Regions from separate parts of the Mus musculus genome. Here region 1 is linked to region 2. A link is a contact called in public Hi-C data. All regions are on one chromosome and are shown on one strand. Each heading gives the region's core, a stretch centred on a gene start, on an enhancer-like site or on the middle of the called end of the contact. The rest is flanking DNA. Distances are from core to core; before and after follow the strand shown.

What was found. A called contact is a pair of places that touch in the nucleus more often than the background predicts.
Region 1: a contact with region 2 is called in a Hi-C map of B cells, with 2.2 times the contacts expected there. The contact joins the promoter of Lcp1 here to the enhancer-like site in region 2. A contact is called at or near these places in 2 of 39 promoter capture datasets (macrophages and neutrophils), 3 of 484 Hi-C or Micro-C datasets (B cells, muscle stem cells and nephron progenitors), 2 of 115 datasets of contacts at active chromatin or transcription factors (both in bone marrow-derived macrophages) and 2 of 9 other capture datasets (adipose tissue and liver).

The regions. Positions count from the first base shown.
Region 1 is chr14:75,135,143-75,137,842 of GRCm38.p6, reverse strand. Lcp1 (lymphocyte cytosolic protein 1) reads right to left here and starts at 1,418. Exons shown (of 17, transcript NM_008879.4): 1 at 1,201-1,418. It overlaps Gm15628 (a long non-coding RNA gene), which reads left to right and starts at 729. Exons shown (of 2, transcript XR_383590.3): 1 at 729-976; 2 at 1,073-1,954.
Region 2 is chr14:75,033,065-75,035,764 of GRCm38.p6, reverse strand. It overlaps Rubcnl (RUN and cysteine rich domain containing beclin 1 interacting protein like), which reads right to left. Exons shown (of 14, transcript NM_198642.2): 3 at 264-346. Among named protein-coding and RNA genes, the nearest start is that of Rubcnl, 18 kb to the right of the region's middle. Within about 2 kb of position 1,329, at least 118 of the 459 cell types and tissues checked have an H3K27ac peak or open chromatin away from gene starts, as enhancers often do. A contact at or near this core is called in B cells, bone marrow-derived macrophages and neutrophils, where this site is marked.

The sequences.
Region 1 (2,700 bases), core at 169-2,668, 100 kb before region 2:
TACTTGAAAGTATCAACAGCTATTTCTGTATGAAAGGATTATATAAGATTTTGCTTGTTTTGAATCTGCATAGCATGATTTTGCTCCAATAATTATGTGTAACTCTCATATTCCCCAGTTCAGCATCTTATAAATAATATCTGGCCAGACTGAGAATCAAGATGCTAAGCCTACAAAACCACAGCTTGTATTGAAAACATAAGGTCATTCCTACTTTCTGCTCCACAGGATGTCTGAGAACAAGCTCAAGAGGAAAACCTGAATTGACAAAAATGATGATCTTGTTACATCATACAAAGTGATATGTTTATATATAAGCACATACATGTATGTGTGCATGTATATACGTATACCTATATCTCTCCTGCAATGCTTCATACCAAACATTGGCAGTCGAGACGTAGAAGAAAAGGAAGAGAAGAATGAAGAGGAGAAGAAGAAAAGAAGGAGAAGGAAGAGGAAGGTGACTTACTTTTTACACTTTCAAGGTAGTTTTCCCAACAAACAAAATTAATTGGCAATTAAAATTAAGGGAGTTGGAGAAGGCAGGGTGAGGAGGACCTGATTAAAATCTACAAAATAAAAACCTGGCTTTGCCACTAAATCACACGAATGATTCCACCCACCAAAGCTTGATTAAATATTATTTAAATCAAAAAATCACCCAGTATAGTCCTTGAATGTTGAATAGAGATAACGGCATTTGTATTCCAACACCAGGATAGGTGAAAAATCCAACAAATTCAACCATTATTCATCTACACCGCGAGCAAGTGATTAAGAATTGCTTGGGTAGAAATTTCTGATAGAATCATAGACCACGAATAGAGAAAAGTTCTTACAGGCAAGGAAACGGGGTCAGTGAGGTGAAGCAACCGCAGCTGTTTGCCTCTAGACGGACAAAGCATGACAGTTCCCACTTCCTCTCCCGCACCTTTCTACAGAGACCGAAGGGAGCTGTGCTACGGATGACTCGGTAAGCTTTCTCATGGAAACGTCAGGTGTGTACGCGTGAGAAACGCACCCTCTGTTCAAAGTGAGCCACAAACCCACTTCCTTCTCCCCGTTTCAGAAGGCGAAATCTGGAGCCTGTATCTGGCGAAGTCGATATGACCTCCGCAGAGAGAACCAGTTTCCCTCGCTTCCTCCTGTCCTCAGCAAAAACCCTTCCCTCCTACTTTAGAGACATAACCGAGATACCTGGAATCAGCCCGTCTGTTGATCTTTGCACATTTGTTTCTGCGGGGTGGAGGTCACTTGAGAGAAGTCTATTATTCCGGCCTCCTGTCTACTTCCTCTGGAGCCCTTTCCCTTCAAGTTTCCTTATTCCTTTAGCCACAGCCTATGGACAGCTTGTTTACAAATCCCAGCCTCCGCCATAGGAGGAGGCTCTTGAAGCTTTCAAAGCCCCATCAGGCTAATGTCTCTGTGCATTACATAAGATACCTCTCCCAGAGAACTCTTTCCCCTTTGGAAATAGACATAAGCAAGGGGAACACATGTTCTGAGACGTGCCAAGTCCTTAGGAATGGCTTTAAGATCACAATAGCTCACAGTACAAGAATAGTAAAACCGGTCCTTCTTGTCCCTAACTAAATAATTTCTACTAAGCAGAGCTGGACATTAACCCCCTCGTTCTACTTTCTGTTGCTTCAGGATATAGCTCTCGGCCTTTTCCAAATACCAGGGTCATCAGTGTCCCTGTCTGTGTTATTTTATTCTTTATACATTTGTAGTCTTCACTGAAGACATCAAGCGCCCCACAAGTATGCACTACAAACACCCCACCTGAGAAAGTAGAGAGGGTTTTCTTCTCCCCAGTAACACCTTTGTAAAGTGATACACCCCATTACAAATCCTCAGGAAGTGATCTCTTTAATGCGTTGAATCCAGGTATGGACTTGGAGCTGAATAAAAAGGGATCATTCCGTCCTTGCTCACCTGTGCTACCTTACAGCTATTTTATTATGGTCTGATTCTTGGGGTGGGTTGAAAGAGTTCGTGTGTGTAGAGTTCTGGAATGTGAGGGAGGTACCCCTTCAGCAATGGCTAGCCAAGGTTTCCACGACGCCAGTGTAAAGTTGGGGCACAGACTAAGTCTCAAGGCACAAGTGATGCCGTTTGGTGGGCTGTAAGCAAATTCCTACTGCTTTAGAATCCGCTCTTGAAAGCAAGTCTGTGCAGAGCCTAGCATGTGAACATTAGGAAAGTAAAGCCACTTTGCTTAGAAGCACAGGCAAGAGAAGAACAACCCTCCAGCTTTTTTCCTCAGGCTCCGGGATGCCTCTTCTGTTGCTGAGACTTACCACAGCTGGTATCACTGCCAGAGTAATGGAAGGAGCCTTCTTGTATCAACAAGGAAGGCTGCCACATGAGCTAGACCGAGAAGCAGTATCCTAGAACATTCATTAATGTCAGTCCTGATTAAAAAGTTCTGATCTGAGTGCAATACAGAAGTGGAAAGGCAACAGAACTGCGGCATCATTGTCAAGTACGTGGCCACAAGAGTGAGGATACTGCTGCAGTTGTCCAACTGAGGCAAAAGACCCAAAGGTCCTCCACACAGAATACCACTGCCATTGCATGTCCAGGCAACCTCTGCTCAACTAAACCTAAGTGGCCGTTATCACCCCCTTACACAATCTGTAGTCTTTAACACACTTACAAGGGAAACATGTGTTCAATTCAGACAGTAAGAAT
Region 2 (2,700 bases), core at 80-2,579:
ACTACTGAGCCCCATCCCAACCACCAAGTTGCATGTCTTATGATAGAACACCCTCGGTGGATAGAGCCCAGAACCTGACTTAGCTCCTTAGTCATGCACAACTGAGCACACCGTGCCTGAAGACTTCAGTTTAGCGCCCCTGGCGGCCTCCATCAAATATTGAAAAGAACCTCTTAGGCTGTACTGCGTCAGGGTGGTTTCCATGATCACATCGCGCACCACTACTGACAGACTCAGGCCCTCTGTGGCTGAGAGGCGCTCACCTTTTCTACATCAGCGGGCAGCATGAACGTCTCTAGTGGGAAGAAATTCCAAGCATGGCTTCTGCTGCTGCTCCGAGCATCACCTGCCAACACAGCGAGCCATTAAACATGGAGAAATGAGATGGCTCCGTCAATAAAGTGCTTGCTAGGCAACACTGAGGACCTGAGTTCAAGCTCCTATTGCATCAGGCACTGGTTAACCCAGTAGTGTAGCGGTGGAGACAGGAGGAACCCTGGGGCTTCGTAGCCTGCTGGGTTAGAAAATTAGTGAGCTGCAGATTCAGTGAGAGGCTCTGTCTCCAAAAGTGTGTGTGTTGGGGGGGGGTGGGGGGGGGGAGAACTGAGAGAAGCGCAGAGGAAGACACGTGACTTTGACTTCTGGCCTCCACATATACATGCGCACAGGTGAACTCCCACAATACAAAAGAAAAACACACACAAAGAACAAATATGGGGAAAATTGTGGGGTTTCCTTGTAGGCCCTGCCCCACAGTTACCTGGCAATAGCCAGGCTACCTAACTCACTATAAAAAGGGTGGCTTGCCTCCTCCTCCTCCTCCTCCTCCTCCTCCTCTCTCTCTCTCTCTCTCTCTCTCTCTCTCTCTCTCTCTCTCTCTCTCTCTCTGCCTTTCTCTGTCTCTACTACCCTGGCCCCCACCCCCAACTCCCTTCTCCATGCCCTAAATAAACTCTGGAGGGATGGCACAGTGGTTAAGAGCACTGACTGCTCTCCAGAGATCCTGAGTTCAGTTCCCAGCAATCACATGGTGGCTCACAACCATCTGTAATGGGATATGATGCCCTCTTCTGGTATGTCTGAAGACAGCTACAGTGTACTCATATACATGAAATAAATAAACAAACAATTCTTTACAAAAATGACTACAGGATCACTTCCCCAGCACTTCCTTAGCTGGTGGCAACCTGCCCCAAACTTCCTGTTGCACACACAATGTCATCTGACAGCAAACAGGGCTTCAGTCAAGCTCGGACCACTGTGCTGTGTCATCCAATCTTACACCCTCACCCACTCCTTACTGGCAACAGGCAACACCAATGCAAGTTGTTCCTATCACATAACTGCTAACTGCAGCCTGGGACGGAAGTGAGATTTCCGGACAGTCAAAAGAGCTATGCTGTCCTGACCTGATAAATTAAGAGATGCTGCCAATGTTTGGGGAACTGTGGGTTCTCAGATGCCAGACAAATGCAGGAAGTGTCACCCCAATACTTCCTGTTGAACAAAGTCAGTCAGAAATGGAAGACTAGAGAGACCTCTTCACTGAGGTAAATATTTCAGAGGCTTGGATGTGGGAATCGTTCACCATCTCTGCCAAGCATCCTGCCACTGTAACTAGAAGGGGTGATGAAACTAAATTGCTGGTTTGTCTTTTTCAACAAAAACATGAAGCTGGCAGAATTTTGACCCCTAAGCTACACGTAAAGACCTGAGTGCAGAGGAAAAAGCAAGAGAGGGTGCCCAGACCTGTTAGGCCTTGGTCACGAAATCTCTCCTGCCTTGAGTTGGGATTATTACCTGTTATTCCATAAGGAGACAGAGAGAGAGAGAGAGAGAGAGAGAGAGAGAGAGAGAGAGAGAGAGAGAGAGAGAGGGTATTTTGTAAACATGTAGATTCTGTTCAAGCAGTAGAACCCAGGATATTGTTCCTACAGCCTCAGGAAATGCTTCCATCCACACAAGAAGGTCCCACAGCTGCCATTAGAGATGTGGGTGTCATAGGAAATCCCGTGCCTTAGTGACCAATATTTGCTCCCCCCCCTTATGCTGCTCTACATAAAGGAAGAGAAAACCTGTAACTCTGGACTTTTGTTTCTTAATTCCATAGAATGACTCTCGAGAGTCTTGTCAGGTATGATGGCTCACTCCTATGATCTTGTCACTCAGGACGTGAAGTGAGAACTTCCTTCCGTCTAAGAAAGACCAGTCTTTCTGGCAGTCTAAGACCAGTCTGCTACACAGAGTGAGAGTCTGGCTTAAAAGCAAACAGAAGAACACCTCAAAAAAACACTGGACAGCTTTTAAAGGTACCGATAAGGATTGTGGGGAAACGCTGCCTTCAGACAAAAGGCAAGACTTGGCTTGGGGGCTCACTTTGTACCATTGCTTTTCTAGGAGAAAGACAAAGAGGCAAAATAACACTAAGTTAAAGAACTTCTTGTTGCACAAGGCTATGACAAGTGGGTTTGGGCTCAGAGTCATTATCAATCAGTGGCTTGTAATAACTTGTTATCATGATGGTTTGTTTATGTGGAGAAAGGCCAATCTAGCAGCAACCTCACCTTTCCATCAGCAACCTCTGTATCTGAAAGCTCCTCTTTATCCTGAAAACTACAAAATATTTTCCAAACTACTTGAAGCAGGGCTCGAAACTCACAGCATGAATATAACATAAGAATCCTTTAAAATAAAATAAAG